Linked DNA regions of Sorghum bicolor: region 2 is linked to region 1. Evidence: chromatin contacts called from public HiCAR-type data. All regions are on one chromosome and are shown on one strand. The core of a region is the stretch at or near the end of the contact, and the rest is flanking DNA. Distances in the headings are between cores, read along the strand shown.

Evidence for each region. HiCAR-type assays count read pairs that join an accessible place to other places.
Region 2: a HiCAR-type map of leaf shows a contact between it and region 1, with 6 times the contacts expected there. The contact joins the promoter of LOC8056082 here to the promoter of LOC8059575 in region 1. A contact is called at or near these places in 1 of 4 Hi-C or Micro-C datasets (leaf mesophyll) and 1 of 1 datasets of contacts at active chromatin or transcription factors (leaf).

The regions. Positions count from the first base shown.
Region 1 is chr4:48,607,148-48,610,113 of Sorghum_bicolor_NCBIv3, reverse strand. It overlaps LOC8059575, which reads right to left and starts at 1,649. Exons shown (of 4, transcript XM_021459848.1): 1 at 1,562-1,649.
Region 2 is chr4:49,126,285-49,129,278 of Sorghum_bicolor_NCBIv3, reverse strand. LOC8056082 reads right to left here and starts at 1,598. Exons shown (of 1, transcript XM_002452101.2): 1 at 122-1,598. The coding sequence starts at 1,272. The coding sequence ends at 457.

The DNA.
Region 1 (2,966 bases), core at 400-2,899:
CACTGGCATCAGCTCAAGTCTTGTGCGGCAACGAACACTAGAAGAGCTTGCAACTGATGGCTTGGCAATTGGCATCTGCAGGTGTCTCTGTGTGTGAATGTGCACAGGAGCAATGGATGGACGGACGGAGGAGACAGGGTATGTGTATCATGGATGGATGGATGGATGGATGGGCATGGCCTTGGGTTGGCAGCATGCAGATTGGGAGCAGCAGGCATGAGCTGTCTGGCTGTTGCATATGATTGGGGATTCGATGCCCCCTGCTTCTTGGTTTCGGTTCACTGGTTCAGCCGTTCAGGGCAAAAACAAGATGAGGAGTACAGAGTACTCCATTATCATGGGGGCATGCGTTGCATTGCATGGGCCATTGCATGCTGACTGAGAGCTAGCTAGCTAGCTGCTTGGTTTTGGTTTTGGTTTTGGTTTTGGCCTTTGGGGAGATTAACTTGAGATTAGAGTGGCCAGGCAGGCTGACTGGTGCATTGAATTGAACTAAACTAGTCCAATCAAGTTTAGGTTAAGAATGGGCAGATGCTACAAGCAAGAAACAGAGCGCATGCAAGCTGTCCATTGGTATGTGATACATTGAATTAAGCAGAACTGATGATCGAGCCCTGTATGTATACTGTACTTATCATTAGGCGTGCGGCGTGCATATGTCCAAACTGTGCCAAGCCCAGGACTCGTTGGATTTAAACCATGATTTGATTGAAATTCTATTCGCCTGCCGTTTCCCTGACGATCGATTTGGGAATTGGCAGACGCAAGAGGATGTCAGCTTAATAAAGAATATGATTGATTACCGTGGATGGAATTGGAAGGGAAGCGGCGTGTTAGTGCTCCTAGGTGGCGTGCAGTGCCCCGACAGTAGGGTAGCAGCAGCGTTAATCCTCCGTCGTCGGCCATGGAATGGACCGGCCGACCGGCCTAGACGACTGCTGGAGGGCGGAACAGAAAACAATGTGCGCTAGCTGCAGTGCACATGGGGATGCGGCGGAGGAAGGGAAGAGGAGCTCTTGCTCTTGCTCTTGCTTTTAGAGTAGGGTAGGTGGAAGAGGAGAGGATCGGGGCATGTCCATGTGCATGTGCTCCATCCCGGATGTCATGTCCAAGAGCAGACGACATGCATCCACCGAGGCAGAGCACGAGTCGTCTTGACCGGATCTCACGCGGTCGGTCGTCGTGCCCGCCCGCCCGGCACGGCGACGTGAGGGTCACCCGCCCGCGGTGACCGCGCGCGCACGTCGCCGCCCGCCCGCGCCCGGGACCATTCGCCCGGGCTCCGCATGCATGCTACTGTTGGCATCGGCGATTATTTCTGCTATACTGTTGGGATCGTGGAAGCATGATGATAAATGCAGATCGGACGCAGAGGAACTTGGCGAAGACATGGTCCGAGACACCGAGCATGGCAAGGAAGCCCACGGGGTCGACGGCGTCGCCACGGCGACCGGGGGCACTGCTGCCTCGACCTGGGCGGGTGCTCACGAGGTGCGGGCAAGGAAGAACACAAGTCGCAACGGAATGCAGTCATCCACTGAGCAGGATTGCGGCCACGCACCTTGACGCCCCTCATGTGCCTAGAAGAACAAGAGCGGGGTGCCTCTGACTCTGAGCCACGCCAAGAAGAAGAATATCGGCGGGCAGGCAGAGGCAGGAGCTGCGCCTAGCGCCGCAGGAGACCCGCCGCTGCCCGGCGAGATCTGCGGCCGCCTCGCGCGTGTGTGCGCTCCCAGGCGGCCAGGCCCCAGAGCAGAAGCCGCACCATGCACGAGCCAGAGGCCGGGAGGCGCCGCCGCATCGTGCCGCCCGCTCCCGATGCATGTGTTTCAGACAAGGAAGAGCTAGAAACAAATAAGGGGCAGTGTGGTCAATTGGCCTTTTCTTTTTAGGTTTTGATTTTTTTTAATTCATTTATTCCCTAGCCATGACACACACACACCTCCAAAGTCGGCGTAAACGGACAGTTGATTTTAAAATAATCTTTCCCTAGTATATAATTGTAATAAAAATTTTAGTCCACCAGGTTTTGTTTTTTGTCTATCCAGTCCGTATAGGCTTCAGTTCACAATATTTTTCCTTCAGCTCCGGTCTCTACTCGGATTATGGTTTTCAAAGTCGATCTGTTCTGTTTGAAAATTATCTCTATCTATCTACACCTCCGAACCGTACTCCGAATAGTAAAAAAAATCAAATCGGGAAAAGGACAGTTGCCTACAACTTTGCACGACCAACCGGCACCACGTCAGAATTTATCATGGGCAATTGGGGATGCAGCAGCTATAAAAAGAAAAAGGCCAAAAATCAAAGAGCAGGCCATAATTTGAAAATTGTGCATAAATTATAAAATATAAACTTTAATTAAAATCATTCCTTTTGAATAACTAATATATAAAATTTAGAAAAGCAAATAAAAATTTACACAAACTATGCTGCTAGTAACAACTAATTGTTAAATAGTTAGAAAATAGAAAAAAAAAATGCACGACCAGTATGTCATGGCGGTCGAAGCCAAGAGGATGCATGCAATGCTAGCCATGCGTGTCTGCCTCCTACCACTCACGTTGGATGGTGATATCATACTAGCTAAATCAAGCAATGCCAGCTTTTGTGCCGGTGCAAATGACCATTGTGTATGGAGGGCATGTGACTATCAAGTTATTATTATTTCCTTAGAATACATGAGCATGATTCTATCTTTAATAATTTTCTCGTCATTGGTTTGTATTCCTCATTAATTAATTGTGTGCTATTGGTCACGACTTTAACAAAAGTTGCCCCGATGAAGGAGCAATTGATTACTTAAGTAGAAGAAAATATACCGAGTCAAAATCAGGAAGTCGGGATACGCAAGAGAGAAAGACATGACTTATGACGGGTAGCATTACTGTGAGATTAAATAGGGGTCTTAAATCTTACATGTAAGATCATGGATGATGGAGGGTTCATATAGCATGACATTTAGA
Region 2 (2,994 bases), core at 349-2,848, 520 kb before region 1:
CAACCCAGGCAAGAGGTGAACAAACCAACACCACCGGATCATTCATCATTGACTAGGGATGAACCTGCCGCCTAATTACATCGCAAAAGCAAGGAACTTTACACCTGCACCCGCACAGATGGAACAGTCAAGCAGGAGCAGGAGCAGGATAAATGCAAGCAACGCAAGACCATAATTCACACGATTATCAAGCACCAAGTGATGTTCATCTTGTTTGTTTCAGTTGCACAATCACTGGTTGCCATAATTACCCCCACATACTACAATAGTTGCCCGCGCTTGCAGATTTCCAGTTCCCTTCCCCAACCAAACGGAGAAGAGAATTACCAGCGCTTTTCTTTTTTTTTTTTACCTCTGCTGCTGGTGCTGCCTAGGCAGTCCGATCTTTTGCCAACAGTACCCTAGAAAAGCCCGGCATTTACAGGAATGCCATTGGCCGCCGCCTGCTGCCCGCCCCTAGGTGGCGCCGCTCTCCACGGCGGCGGGGCTCCAAATCCCCCAGCGGCGGAGGTTCAGCACGCCGCCCATCACGTCCGCCCACCCGCGCTTCCTCTCCTCCTCGGCCTCGGCCTCCACCGCCACCTCGCCGCCGCATTCGTCATCCGCTTGGGCCTCCGAGGCGGCAGTCTCTTCCGGGACATTCTCCGTGTTCTCGGAGAGGCACGCCGCGGGAGTCGGCGCGGTAGAAGGGCAGGAAGGAAGGAGCGGCGACGAGGGCGGTTCCTGGGCCGCCACCTCGGAAGCGGCGGGCTCCAGGGACTCGGGGCTGCTCCGCGCCGGCGGCGGAGGTGTAGTTGCGGCAGCAGGAGCCCTGCCGCGCTTTCCCTTGTCGCGGCGCTTGGAGGAGGGAGGTGTGGCGGCGGCGGCGGACTCGGCGGCGCGGAGGTGCTCCTCGAAGGCCTCGAGGACGTCGTGGATGCGGTCGTGCTGCGGGGAGCAGTCCCACCGCGACCAGAAGCTGCCGTAGCACTCGAAGCACAGGCACCCGACAGTGGGCGGGTGGCCGCGCGCTCGGCGACGCGTGCCTCCGCCTCCGCCTCCGCCGCCGCGCGCCTGCTGCTGCTCCGGCGGCGGCGCGGTGGCGGCGTCCCAGCCCACCAGGAACGAGCGCGTGACGAGGTGGGCCAGGACCCGCTGGTCCTCGGGGCACAGCCCGGCGACGAGGACGAGGATGGCGGCCGGGAGGAGGCGGAACGCCGCCGCGATGGGGTCCTCGGCGGGCGACGGGTGGATCTTGCCGCCCTTGCCGGGCTTGGGGCACAGCGTCTTCATGGCCGCCGCTGGTGGGCGGTAGGGTTTAAGCCCCACCTCGTCGCGGACGGGGTGGTGGTGGGGTGTTAGGGTTTGGGGCTGAGGAAGAAGGAAGAAAGGGGCGGGGGGGAGAAGGTGGTGGTGGTGGCCTGGTGGGGCTGGTGGGCTTCGGGAGGAGCGCTTATAGGGAGGGGAGAGGTGCACAGGCAACAGTTGCTCCCTCTCCGCTGCTGCTCTTTTGCTTTCTCCGCTCAACTTTTCTGCGCTGCCGCTCTCTCAAGATGCTCCTCCGAGTTTTCGAGTTTTCCGTTCCTCCTATGCTACGTGTACTCATTCATTAATGCAGCTGTTTTATGTTCAATCAAGTTCACGTGTCCTGAGTTAAAAAAAAACCCTTCATAAACATAACCACTCACCAGTGTTTCTAGTTTATCTCACTAGAAAATGATGAATAATGAATGATACACAAATGCTTCTACCATACAGCTTCATTTATAGTCTTAAAACTCTCATCAGTTTTTATTTTTGTCTGTATTTAATACTCCATGCATTACGTAAAGATTCGATGTGACGGGAAATTTGAAAAATTTTGCAAAATTTTTTGGAACTAAATAAGGCCTAAGGGCCTAATGCCTTGTTTAGTTCACCCAAAAACCAAAAACTTTTCAAGATTCCCGTCACATCGAATCCTGCGGCACATGTATGGAACATTATATATATATATATATATATATATATATATATATATATATATATATAAATAAAAACTAATTACACATTTTGCCTATAAATCGCGAGACAAATCTTTTAAACTTAGTTACTACATGATTGGACAATGTTTGTCAAATAAAAACGAAAGTATTACAGTTTTTGGGAACTAAACAAGGCCTAATCCCGCCAGAAAATGAACCATGTGGCCTCACTTTTCTCTTTTACATGGCCTTGTTTAGTTCCAAAAAATTGTAAAATTTTTCAGATTTCCCGTTACATCAAATCTTTAGACGCATGCATGAAGTATTAAATATAGACAAAAATAAAAACTAATTGTACATTTTGGTCGGAATTGACGAGACGAATCTTTTGAGTCTAGTTAGTATATGATTGGATAATATTTGTCAAATACAAACGAAAGTGGTACTATTTCTATTTTGCAAAACTTTTTGAAACTAAACAAGGCGCAACTTGCTCTTCTGAATCAATTATCTTCTAGAATTTTTTTCTATTTTTATAATTTTAATTAGATTTATGAAAAAAATACAAAAATTTATCAAAACTATAATTTATTAAAAGTTGTTTTATAATATAGTTTTTGAAGTCATATATGTTAGCCATTCTTTGGTGGTAAGGTTGATTGAAGTTCAAAATTTTTGATTGAGGGGATGCTTAGTTCCTCTTCTATTCTAAAAAAATTTGGATTTTGGTTTATTACTTTGCATAATCGAAATAATGTCATGTATTTTTTTTTTGGAAAAAGGTGGTTATTCTCTATTTTGTATTTTGGTCTCAAGCTAAAAAAATCCAAAAGAGTCTTAAGAGGCTCTCATGAGGTCAATAAATTCAGCATTTTAGATGAAACTAAACATGTTTTTTGATGGAACTAAACATAACTTTAAAAATTTTGATATTTTGTATTCTATGGTTTCAAAGTAGTTGATATTTTACATTTTGTATTTTACGAGGAACTAAACACACGCAAAGAATAATAGTAGAAGTTTATTCTTGATTAAATCAATTATAGAAACC